2 separate regions of the Gossypium arboreum genome follow, and region 2 is linked to region 1. The links are chromatin contacts, called in public Hi-C maps. All regions are on one chromosome and are shown on one strand. The core of a region is the stretch at or near the end of the contact, and the rest is flanking DNA. Distances in the headings are between cores, read along the strand shown.

Evidence for each region. A called contact is a pair of places that touch in the nucleus more often than the background predicts.
Region 2: a contact with region 1 is called in a Hi-C map of leaf, with 3 times the contacts expected there. The contact joins the promoter of LOC108479764 here to the promoter of LOC108463555 in region 1. A contact is called at or near these places in 2 of 5 Hi-C or Micro-C datasets (both in leaf).

What each region holds. Positions count from the first base shown.
Region 1 is chr12:89,454,716-89,461,087 of ASM2569848v2, forward strand. LOC108463555 (hevamine-A-like) reads right to left here and starts at 2,990. Exons shown (of 1, transcript XM_017763480.1): 1 at 2,094-2,990. The coding sequence starts at 2,990. The coding sequence ends at 2,094.
Region 2 is chr12:89,775,092-89,781,779 of ASM2569848v2, forward strand. LOC108479764 (golgin candidate 4-like) reads left to right here and starts at 2,352. Exons shown (of 15, transcript XM_017782540.2): 1 at 2,352-2,823; 2 at 3,713-3,811; 3 at 4,061-4,189; 4 at 4,783-4,899; 5 at 5,155-5,293; 6 at 5,398-5,462; 7 at 6,045-6,212; 8 at 6,334-6,420; 9 at 6,624-6,688. The coding sequence starts at 2,611.

The sequences.
Region 1 (6,372 bases), core at 1,740-4,239:
ATTTACGTGATCATGGATGGATTTAGTTACGATTTATGTAATGAAAGTCGCCTTAGTTCTATGTTAACTTAATTAATGGATGAGATTGTTCGGAATATCTTTTGGATATAATAGTAAAATTTTGAGCTCATAATGTTATATAATAACATGTAATTATAGAGTAATTAGTATATATATGTGGTCAAAGTGGAGATTGTTGGAAAATATAGACATCATATATAAATAAGGGTAATTACATGTTATTATTTACTATCATGATAGGTTAGTCCAAACTAAAAGTGATCTAATTTGGTTAACATTTTATTGGGCTTTATTATTAAATAAAGTATGGGTCAAATATTATGTGTAGATACTCTAGTAATTGAATTCTAATCAAATTCTAATTAATGATAGGCTAATTAGGAATTAATACTAATATGCTAATGTTATAAATATTAGGGTTATGGTACTCAAATTATGCACAAGATATCTTTTTTAATATCCCATCCTAAGGAAAGGGCAAATATTCTCTAAATTTTTTGTGTACTAATTTGGAAGATCAAATCCTCAAGATCCGGAATTCATAGATTCAGGTACACTTCTGCATCTAATTTTATTATTGATTTATTTTTGATAATTTGACATAATATATCCTGTTTTATTTAATTTTATTTTAAATTTATTTTACAATTCTAACACATCCGCCCTTCCAATCTTTCGCAAGAATTCGACCACTCAATCACCCTTATCATTCCGTATTAAACCACCTGCAGATGCAATACCAGTTCCTGCTTTTACTGCTCCATCTGAGTTACGGAGAAGAGCTTCATTTCACCAGCAAAGTTCAAATACAGACAATTTACGTTCTAAGTCACTGAACTTAACATTAAATTTCATGTAAATCACAATTATTTAATTTCTAACATTAACCAAGTAGGTCAATTATGCTAATTTCATTCAATAATTTCATTCATACAAATACCATTAGTTTAGTGTGAAGGGTGAATTGATTCTGAAAGATGATGATGTGACGGTGTCGACGGAAGGTCCCCTGAGATTGCTTTCTCTTATCGGTAAGAGCATGGCTAACTCTGTCATAGTCTGGTTGATGGGTAGGGCTATCGGTTATAGAGCATTGGTGAACAGATTGATGTTGCTTTGGGAACTGGTGGGAGAGTTTCACGTTGTGGATTTGGAGAACGACTTCTTTATTGTTAAGTTCAGCATGGTTCAGGACTATAACAAGGCCCTTTCTGAAGCACATATCTACCCGGAAGCCTTGAGAGAGCTATTCTTAACGCACTCAGCCGTGCATGGAAAGTGGAAGCAGCACATGTCTACCCGGAAGCCAACATGGTGGCAGACCTACTGGCGAAGTTAGCAGCTGATCATGGGCTGGGAATCCAAAGCCCTTTCAGAAGCACCGACTAAGGCACTGCAAATTTTGCAGGAGGATAAGAAAGGCAGATCAATAAGCAGGAGTTTTTTTTTTTTTTTTTAATTAATTCTTTATTTTTCGAATTATCCCATGTTTCATAAAAGAAAATTTTGGACGACTATCAATATATTGCAATGGGTGGATTTTAGTCTGTTAATATTATTTTAATCCAGATTATTCCGACTTTTAATTATTTATGTTTAGTATTAAGATATAATAATTTATTTAGTCATTCAAATTTATTAAAAAAATTATTTTAACTTTTTCCTTCAATTTATTTTTTATTAAATCATCTCAAAATGAATGAAAAATTAATTTTTATTAATGTGACATATATATAGATGACATATCAACATTAATTTAATTTTTAAATTTTAAAAACTAATTAAATGTTGACCTATCATTCATATGTATAAAATATCAACAAAGTTAAAAAATGTTAGTTTTTCCATTTGCATTAACATTAATATTTTTCATTGTCCAGCAAAACATAAAATTTTCCATTCACACTAACATTTTGACCAAAAATTAAAAAAAAAATCAAATTGTTGCAATTAAAGTATAAGCTTAAAATGCAAATTTAGAGAACAAAACCATATTTAAGAGAAGCAATTGAAAATACATTCATAAAGAAGAGCATATACTTATAACAGTCAGATATTGAATATATTAATTCTTAAACATGGCTCTTGATGGGAGAGCTATATCCACTTTGATCATCATAATACTTGGACCAAAGCATAACACCACCATACTTGGAGGAATTCTTTATGGCAGGGAGAACCTTCGACGTTAGATCATTTACAGGGATGAAACCGCTACCCGCTGCATCCGGAGCTGCCGGTAGTCCAAGAAAAATATTCGTCGCCGGAATATCCGATGTCCATTGTTTCCATGCATCTTCAAGGTTGGCAATATCGGCCGATGAGTATTGACAAGGAGGGTTGTTATAGAATTGGACCCAAACGTAATCAAATAGACCTGTTTTCAATGCATTTCCGATCCATGCATCAGGGAACGGGCATTGAGGAGCCGCCGTTAAGTACACTTTCTTGCCTTTCTTACTATATCCAGAAAGGTACTTTGCGAGATCGTCCCAGTATTCACCAGTACCTCCCTCGATGTCAAAGTCAATTCCATCAAGGATAGCCGGTCCAAGCGGTCGAGACGACGATGTTCCCCCTAAGAAATTGTTCCAAAGATACGTTGCGACTTGCCTAGCGTCATCTGACGAAGCGAGGGAGTAACTACCGGCGCCTCCACCTATAGAAAGAATCACTTTAACACCTTTGGCTTGACACGATTTAATATCGGAACTTAACCCAGTACAACCGTTGCTATAAGGATCGCAATGACCGGCGAGGTTTATCATTGGAGTTTGGCCATTTCCAAATGTTGCCAAGAAGGCTATATTCACGTATTCATAATTCCCCGTAGCGCAAGTGTCTGCTAGGGTGCCTTCGTTGCCATTTTGGCCCCAATAGATGGAAATCCCACCACCATTGGAACCAGTTGCTAGCACCAAAACAATCAAGTAGATGAATGGAACTGATATTTTAAGCTTGAATGCCATGTTGTCAGACTAGTTTATTACAGGATGGAGTTGTTTGTGTTGAAACAATGGTGGTGAAGGTCCAACATTTTATAGCACATAACTGGGAGATTGTCGTTTGACAAATATTTGAAATTTTGCGGGTGAGAACGTAGCGTCACGGTATGCTATACAGTGTCAATATTTTAATGACTACAGTTGATTTGAGGCAAGCAATATAAGCCAATTTAAATGGCAATGCCTAAGACTTTTTGTTGAACACTAATTCATGTGCCATTTATCATTTAGGTTTCATTTATATTTGTAAACTAGATTTATCACTTAATTAAAAGAAGTTATAATTTGATCATTAAATTTTTAAAATTAATTTTTTTATCACCGGATATTTTAAAACCTTTTAATTAGTATAATAATAATTTTATACTTTCTTTCGATTTGACTTTAATTATATATAAAATAATAATAAAAATAAAAATTATTTTAAAAGTTTAGAAAATTCTAAAATTAAAATTAAAATTAAAATAGATAAAAGTTTTAAAAATAGATAAAGTAAGATAAAATGAGGAAAATTGTTTTAGCCCTCCAAATTTTCTTTCTGTATTGTCTACACATAAATATCAATTACCCATTCTTGAAATAAACATAGAAAAATAAAAATATTAAGAAAAATTGTTGGTTCTCTTTTTTACCTCTTATGTTTCTTGATATAATTTTTGTTTTAAGAAAATAAAAAAATCATAATATAATTTGAATTTATAATTTGGGTTTTGGAAATAATTTAAATGAATTAAAATTTTGAATTGAGTTTGAAAAAAAGTGTGGTATGTTTTGTATTTTTTTAGACTAAAAGAATGACACTAGAGTCGATTTCATAAGCCTTAGTAATATCAATTTTGAATGTTCTATTGGGATATGAAACTTGACTTGAAATTATTATTAATTTAGTTTTAAGAAACACTTAAAAAAACATTTAATGATCTACCTCTCAGGAGGGGGATTTGTTATTTTGTTTCCCACACATATTAGCAATGTTTTGAAAATTGGATTGGACCAGCTAGTCAAATCACAAACCGGTCCAAACAATATAAAAAAATCATTTGAACCGTGGAAAGTTGGATTGGACCGGTAACTGCAAATTGGACAGGTTTTTGGAAGATTGGGCTCCTTGGGGTTGGATCAAATTGGAAAAATGACCCAATCGACACAAAAATACAGAAAAAAAAAAAACAATAGGCTTACAGCTTGTCTCAGTGTTCTTGGTTGAGAGTTCATAACCCAAGTTCTGGAATGACCTGCTTCTCTTGTCTTCAGTCTTCTCATGTTTCAAGTTCTTTTGAAGATCAAAGTAAAAAGAATAATGATAAATAAATGTGTTGAAGATCAAGGTATATAATTTATTTTAACAACAAACCAAAAAAAAAAGTGATAATAGATAGAAGCGTTTGAAAGTGGGGTTATTCCTTTTTTTCTTACTGTTGCTTCTTTATTAATGGATGAACAACATATTAAATTTTAGGGTAAATTACAAAAATAGTCACTTTTGTTTGCCTCAGGTTACATTTTAGTCACGTATGTTTGAAATGTTACGTTTTAGTCACTTATGTTATTATTTTGTTACGAAGTGATCACCTTTCCGTTAAGTTCCGTTATCTCCCTAATGGTAATCTTACGTGGCAGTCCAACTAGATTTTAAGTGCCAACTTGGATGATGAGAATAGATTTTTAATTAAATAAATTTAATTAATTAAAAAATTTAAACCCTAAATCTTAATTAAAAAACCATTCATCTCCCCCTTTTGTTTAGTTTTCTTTTCCAGATGACTAAGAAAGTTATTATTGTCAGAATTTTTTAATTCACATACAAAAAAAAAAAAGAGGATTCAATGGAGGGTCCAAGTATGTCTTCTTCACCGACAAATTTATGTTCTAAGACTTAAAATCAAATGGTTGTCGACATATAAGAAGATGGTAATTGTTTTTGTTCCTAATCATTGTATTTTCCAATTCTTCACGTTCTTGAATAATTGGTTTCTCAATCTGATTTTTTTCTGATCTAAATCACCTTGTTTGGTCATAATCTCTTTATGGGTATCCCTTTTCTACTACTTAATACGCTTCTTTTAGTTGTTAATATTGATTATTTTAAGTTGAAATTTTGTGGGAACTCATATTTTTCCGAGTAATCATACAGTTAATCCTGTAAATGAATATCCATATCCTTAATAAAATTCAAAAATTATACTCACGCAAAACTCAAGGCTGGCCATGGATCCTATCGTTCAAGCTAAACATCTCAGCATGATCTGATTTGCAAGGCCCCATTATACTATCTGTTGTTACATCTGCTGTTACATCTGATTTATGTCCTGTATCTTTTCATTTTTCAGTCTTCAAGCAAAGTCATTAGAATTTTTGATGAGCAAATTAGTATCTTTGAGTTATTGGAAATTGGCGTGGTTTGAATTATGAAATTCCCTGATAAAATGGTTTCGAGTATAGCTTCAGTGGAAAGAAAAGAATTGTAGTTTTTGGATAAATTCTTCAAGTATAGGGTTAAGGATCGATTTTGCTTTGTGTTAATCATTTTGGAGAGATGAGTATTAGATTATTTTGAACTGATTTTTTCTCCTGGGATTTCAATCTGATACAGTCACTAAATCGATTGAAGCAATGAGGGCTGCAATGGCTCTTGCTACTTTGTAGTATTGGCTAGGTTGTTTTGTTTTATTTGTTTTTTAAAAAACTGTGTTTGAACTTGTTTGAATTGTTCGCAACAATCCTTTTTGTATTTCACTGATTTTGCAAAAAAAAAAAAAAAAGGAATAGTGTAGCCTCTCTACGTTTAATTTTTAATTTTGAAGCAAAGAGGTAAAATTTTAAATGTTGTAATGTTGAATGTCTAAAAATTTGACTTAAAACATGATAAGGACTTCAATCTTACTATCATTTACAGTTTTACCTATTTGCTTTGAAATTAAATGTAAGACTAAATTGCTCGCTTTTATAACAGAGGGATGAATTTGCTCCTAAGTTTAACCTAAAATCTTTACTGTTGAAGTTTGTATCATTTATATTATACCTAATGTCATTATTTCCATGTCTCTGTGTTTAGCATGTTCCATTCAACTTTATATTATTTTCAATACAAGTAAATTAAGGTTTAAATTTCTCTCTCAAAAAAAGGAGAAAGGTTAAAAAATTTTATAATGTAGTTATTCAAAAATAGTTTAGTACTTTTTTTTATATCTGAATATGGTGTTTTCATTTTTCTTTTAAATGTGTTATGTTTAACTTTCTTGAAGAGACAGAAAGTAATTATGTTGCTGTCTCCCAAAACATGGACTTTAATTTTAACTCAGGTGTAGTTTGATGCAAATGTATATGTTCAGCTTTTCATTTTAAC
Region 2 (6,688 bases), core at 1,102-3,601, 320 kb after region 1:
TGAACTAGATCCATTCGACGAGGATATTGGTTTAGAGAGAGGTAAAAAATCGATTGGCCTGTAAACTTATATGGATCGATTGAACCGATGGTTGAACTAGAATTAATATTTTTTTAATTTTTTTAAAAAATTTAAATAATTTATTTGATTGAACTAGACGAACGGATCAAACTAATAATTAATGGTCTAATCAATTCAAGCACAAATCTAGTTCCAAAAAAATACTAGCTTTTACATACCTAAAGCATGAATCTCTTACTCATTGCAAAGATTTAAATTGATCTTTTCATCAGTATAGCGATAATTTTTAGATGTTGAATGAAGTTTGAATCTAACATGTGATTCAAATTGCGAAAATATGTATACTTATCGTGTGGACATATTGGATTTGATGTCCTAAAAAACAAATAATGTTAATAAAATTTAGGACTAATTTTAGGTTAAATTTAATTACTAGTCCATGTGCTATTTGTAAGTTACAAATTTAGTCCATTTACTTTAATTTGATCATTTTTATCATTGTACTTTTGAGTTTTGAAATTCTAGTCCTAATCCAAAACATTAGCTGTTAAATTTTACTATTTTCAAAATATTTTGCGGTAAATATATTATCATATAGGTAATGTCATGTCAAATTGTCATTTTCACGTAATACTCACACAAAAAAAGCCACGTTATGTTAATTAATATATTTAATGGTTACTATTTTGAGTCATGATTGACAATTCACAATTCCAAAAGTAAGACTAAAATGACTATATTCACAATTTATGCATAATCTGAGACTAATATAAAAACTTCAACCTATTAGATTTAATAACTACCTTTTGGGTTATGATTAGAACTTTCAAATTTGAAAAAATACAAAGATTAAAAACAACCAAATTAGAATATATAGACTAAATCTATACTTTATGCATAATACAAGGATTAATAGCAAAATTTGACTTTTTTTTAACATTTTAATTCTAAGTTGGCTAATCAATAAATATGTATGTATTTATAATGTATGTGTTTACAATTTGATCCATGTGCTTTAAATATTTTTTATGTCATATTTGAGTCCATGCTTAATGCCCGAGCTAATGACTTGGTTAATGAAAGGAATTGATTGATAGGATATTTGATTGTTTAAGAATCTAATTAAAATATATTGAAGTTTGTGAACTGATTTAAAATTTAGATCATATTTCAAGGAAACCTTGTGGAATTTACCAATAAATATGGAAATTGGGCCTTTGACTTTGTCGATACTAATGTGTAAATTCATATTCTTAATCATCGTGGCATGTTCAACGAAAACGAATCTCAACAAATGTAATAAGAAAATCATGTCGGTCGGACCGTTTTTAAGACCAAAATCTTATCGGTAAATTACCACTTTTTATTTTTATTTTGGATAAATTATGTCGAAAGTTACTAAACTATTAATAAGTTTATGTTTTAAATACTTAACTTTAAAGAATTATAAAATGATAACTGAACTTTTCAAAAGTTTTTATTAAGTCACTATGTGGTTAAAATCACTATTATATGACTTTCTTTATTCAAATTGTCTGCATTAATCGAAAACTCTTATTCTCTTTTTTTTTTCTACAATTAAGGTTTTTTTTCATAAAACAATTTTAAACGTTATGAATCTGCGAACCAAAACTCAAATAGCTTTCTTCTCTGATCTCCTATAACGATTGCCAAATCAACTTGGATCGGAGGTATGTTCTTCTACTCCTCGATGGGTACTAATCCACCGCATTGATCGTCAAATCATCGCTTAGAGCTCTCTCAAGGACAAATTCTCATTTCAATCTCTTTTAAGCTTTTAAAATTATAAAATAGTTTAATAGTAAAAATACACTTTGCCTCCAAGTTGAAAAAAATTTAACTTAATCCCATTAAAGTTCTAAAGTAACAAGCATATACAAAGATAAAATTATACTTCGATTTCTTTAAAATTTTATAATTCAATTTCGGCCTTTCAAAGATAAACTTTTGTCTTCCTCCTTGAGCTTGTTAGTCAAACTTTAAAAAATCTTAACAACCTAGTAACTTAAATAAAAACATTCAAATAATTTAATAGCTTAAATTAAAACTTTCGAATAATTAAGTGATTATTTTATAAATTTTTATAATTAAATAGCTAAGATGTAAACTTAATAATAATTTAATAACTTTAGATGCAATTTACTCTTTTATTGTTTTCAAAGAGAGGAGAGGAAAGCCGTTACGATTTTTTCTTTTTGGCGTAAAATTTCAACCGCCTTTACCGACCATTATAACGAACAATAAAAATTAAATAGGATATTATCAAAAAATAAAAATAAAATAAAAATAATCGGGTATAAACGGGCCAACCCGAACGGACCCGTTTCAGGATCCGCCCAATGGATCTTAACCAGTACTGTTTAAGCATACGTTAATTAACCCTTTTATTTCTTGTTTTTATATCTGCAAAAATAAATAAAAAACATTCTAAATCCTCAAAACCGTTGTTCAAACGTATCGGTTCTTTTTTGCCCTAATTTCATCGAAGAAAATCTCAGGTATTTTTGAAATCCATCTACGTTTTTTATTTTTATTTTCCACGAATTTGATTTGTGGGAGCTTTGGAAGATGTGGAGTTCGATTGCGGATTTGAAAGAGAATTTGCATAAGATCGCGCTTGATGTATACGACGATGAGGACGAAGAACGCGAGATCTACGGTTCAGGGAATGGAGATCATTCGCCATTCTTCGATAGAAGGAACTCTCATAGGTTTGCCCATTCAAAGCCCGTTTCAGTCTCTCCGATCGCTAATGGAACCGATTCGCCGATTAATTCTGAGGTATTATTGCATTTAGTTTCGCGCTTGATTTTGTTTAAATTAATGTTTGGCGCCTCTTAGTTTGGAATAGATTCAGCTTGTTTTTTTGATGAATTTGTAGAATTATGGAATGATATTAGTTCACACTACAGTTTGAGTTCGCGAATGAGTGAACAGTCTCTATTAATTGAGGATATTAGTGTCGATCTTTTATTAGGGATATATATATCACATTTGATAGTTGGAGTTGGTAATATTTTGTTCTTTGGCAATCTGGAATCAAGCTTTGTGAAGTGATAGCTTAAGCCTGAAAGTACTCTGTAAATACCTAGTGGTAGATCCAAAACTTTGACTTGATGAATTCAATTTCCAAAGATTTATTGCTTAAACTTATATATATATCTTGGTGAGGTTTGAAGTTGTTGATAACATGAAATAGTGCTGAGATAGTTCAAGGATCTTTACATGGACGCATAGAACTTTTATTTGATGATTGCAAGTCTAACAAGCTATACTAGTAACATTTATATCGGATTTGTTCTTGTCATCTTGGTGTTGATAGAGAGCCTCCTAGAACCCAAGTAGCTGAGTGTAATCTTTTCTAGTATTAAGATTTTCATTGCGAGGACTAGTTAGAAAAACTTATTCAGGTTCATAATATGGTCTCTGCCATAATATTTGAAGAGCATTTGGCTTAGGGTTGAATGTAACCTCTTTCAGAGCCTCCTAAGCTCCTCTTTTGGTGTCACAGATGACTGTTTGCTTTTTGATTGAGTCAATTGTTGACATGACTTTTTATTCTTTAATCTCATGGAAGTTACTTTACTAGTGGGCTTGGCATTTCTAGGGAATTTGTGGTATTTTACTTTTCATGCATGATAAATAAACTGTGTTATGATTATTTTTGTAGATTGAAAGATACAGAGCAGAAATTAAGAAGCTTCAGGAATCCGAGGCAGAAATTAAGGCTTTATCATTCAATTATGCTGCTTTATTAAAAGAAAAAGAGGTATCTGATAATTTTCGTATTGTTTGATTTAAAAATATCTTGTGCCAACTTGGTAGTTTACAATTATGACCTGTGATATATTATATGGCAATAAGGGCATGCTGTGGTTGTTCTAGTTTATTTCCAGGGTTGGTCTAAAATTCAGTTCTTACAAATGATAATAGTGCAAATAATTTACAGCTTTCTTCTAGTTTTTAAACATTTTCAAATGGCTTCTTTCTCTCTATTTTCCTTGCATTCCATTTCCAGGAGCAAATTTCGAGGCTGAACCAAGAGAATGGCTCATTGAAACAAAATTTGAATGCGACAAATGCAGCTCTGAGTGCAGCTAGAAGCGAAAGTTCCAAAGTATCTAGTAATGGAATTAATGCACCCAAGGTAGTTGCTACTCTCAGTTAGAGTTGTCTGAGGTTTGTTTATTGAGAAATCCTGGAATTAATGCATTAGGTTCTGCAATTCCGAAGGCATATGTAGTTCCATGTAATAAAGCAAACATAATGTGCTACTACTGAGTCTGCTGTTTCTGATGTTATTGCTTCTGTAACTAGAGAAGCAGGTCTGAAAAGGTTTTGTTGTATTATGTTTCATACCTGTGGCAACCTTGAACCTCCCAATAGGTGGATGCCACAGAAAGTTGAATGTAGAGATGAAACCTTGTTTATAGAATGAAAGATTGGTCTTTTACTTCTTGTAACCTTGTGGTCTTGATGTCTCTCCTTCATCAAATGAGTTGGTCGGGATACTTGGATGGTTTGCTGGCTCAATTACATAACACGTGTGATATTAATTATTGAGCTTTCTTGTTGTTCTTGTACTGGAACATATATTTATTTCCACTGGATATGTTGTAAGTTTGTCTTGAATTATGATTCTGCTGCCACCAAGCCAGAAGTGAGCTGCTATCATAATGTGCATGTCTCTGTCTGTTAAATCATTGTTTATTGGCTGATTGGCATTAGCCATTTCTCCAGGGAAATGGTGATCAGTCACCACACCAACTGCGTAAGTCGGCAAGTCTAGTAAAAAATCGTCATGGTGGAAACCAAATGTCCAATGGTCTTACCTCTAAACATGATGGAAGAGAAAAGGTAATGGCACTATTTTTCCCCCTCTATTTTATTATAAGAGGCACTATTAGGATGTTGGAATGTAATTGCTGTTCACCTGGTCATGAAACCTTGTGCTGTTTTGCTTTTTTCCCCCTTTCGTTTTAGGGGATACTAAGCTCTTTCTTGGTTTTTTCCATTTTATTCCAAAATAAAAATTTTCCTCTGTATTTCTATTTGTTTCTTAAGATAACAGGTGAACTTGATGAAAATTTTATATATATGCATGCCTTCTAGGAGCTTGCAGATTTGCTGGAAGAGAAAAATAGGTCCCTGGAGGCAGTTCAAGCTAGTCATGAACAACAAATAAAGCAATTCAAGATGGAACTTGAAAAAGAGCATGATAAACTAGTGAATGTACAGATGAGATTGCAAGGTATAATTTGTACACCTTGAGGACCCATTTATGATGCTTGCAATATCATCTGTTGTCAAGCAAAGGAAATATCATCCTTCTTCTTATTTATTGTAAAATTCCAGAGGAGCACAAGCAGAATGAGTCTTTTCAGGAGGAGCTTAAGTTACTGAAGTCAGAGAAGGATAAAGTAAGCTTCTAAATTGTTTGGTGTTGATAGATGTTATCATTGCTTTGACTTTTTTAAATGACCTTGCCTCCACCCCTTCTTTTATAGCACATGATGGTTCCTCTGTTGAAAATTGCTTAATGTGTTTTCTTCAATTCAGGCAGTATTCATACACATTTACCCTTAATCATCAACGTGGATAGCGATGATGACTTGACAAACTTTTCGTGCTTTCTATCGCTTCAAATTAGCATGTTCCAATTGTATAATCTAGTTGCTGTACTTCATTTCTGTATTTTTAATATCAATCCCAGTATCTAGGGTCTTCCTTGAAATTATTATGTTTCTGTGAATTTTTGCATAATGTTTATTCAATATCGGCTAATTGTTTAGCTTGTTATCTGTTTGCTACTTTTGTATAATTGTGTTCTTCATTTGAATAGCGTTTGGGAGTTAGCAAATCATTTCAGTCTATGTTACTTGAAGACCATTTTGAGTTCCTCATTTGTCCCATCTAAAAGAATCATGCATAAACTCTTCTCTATTTTTCTTTCTCTCTGGATTTTAATTGTCAAATATTCTTACTTTACTGAGCATTGACAGACGTTCACTGAGTTGAGCAAATTACGCAGTGAATTGAATGGAAAAATGGTAGAAATAAGACGATTGCAAATGGAGTTGAATAGACAGGAGGATGAAAGTGCAGATGATACACAGGATAATTTGAAAAGAGCTATTTCCACCTTGGAGAAAGAGAACACTCGTCTAAAGGTTGATACCTGCTTGTGTTGTTAATAGTTTCCATTTAAAGAAGTGTATTATCATCGATAAAGATTATATTGCTCCTTTATATTAACATCCTGCATGTACTTCCATTTGTATCCTCTCATAGATGGAGAAGAATGAACTTGAAGCTGCCCTGGAAAGTAGCAGGAAATCTTTAACTGGCAAGATCGATCCCAATGCTTCAGAGACTCTGGTAATATCCAGTTTGCTATGCATGAACTATATTCTCTGCAGGTGCCAATTTTTTGGGTTGGTTTGGATGTGCATGCGTGCATATGTTATGCATTGGCAAAGTTTGATTCATTATTGGTTATTGTTATATTTTCTTTGCTGAAACTTTTTATATGCAACATTTCAATTTTATCAATTCTTTGTGTGTAATATCTTTTTCTCCAGAAGTTAGATTCATCAGGAAGTTCTTCCGGGATGAAAGAAATGGAACTATCACTGCAGCAAATGGA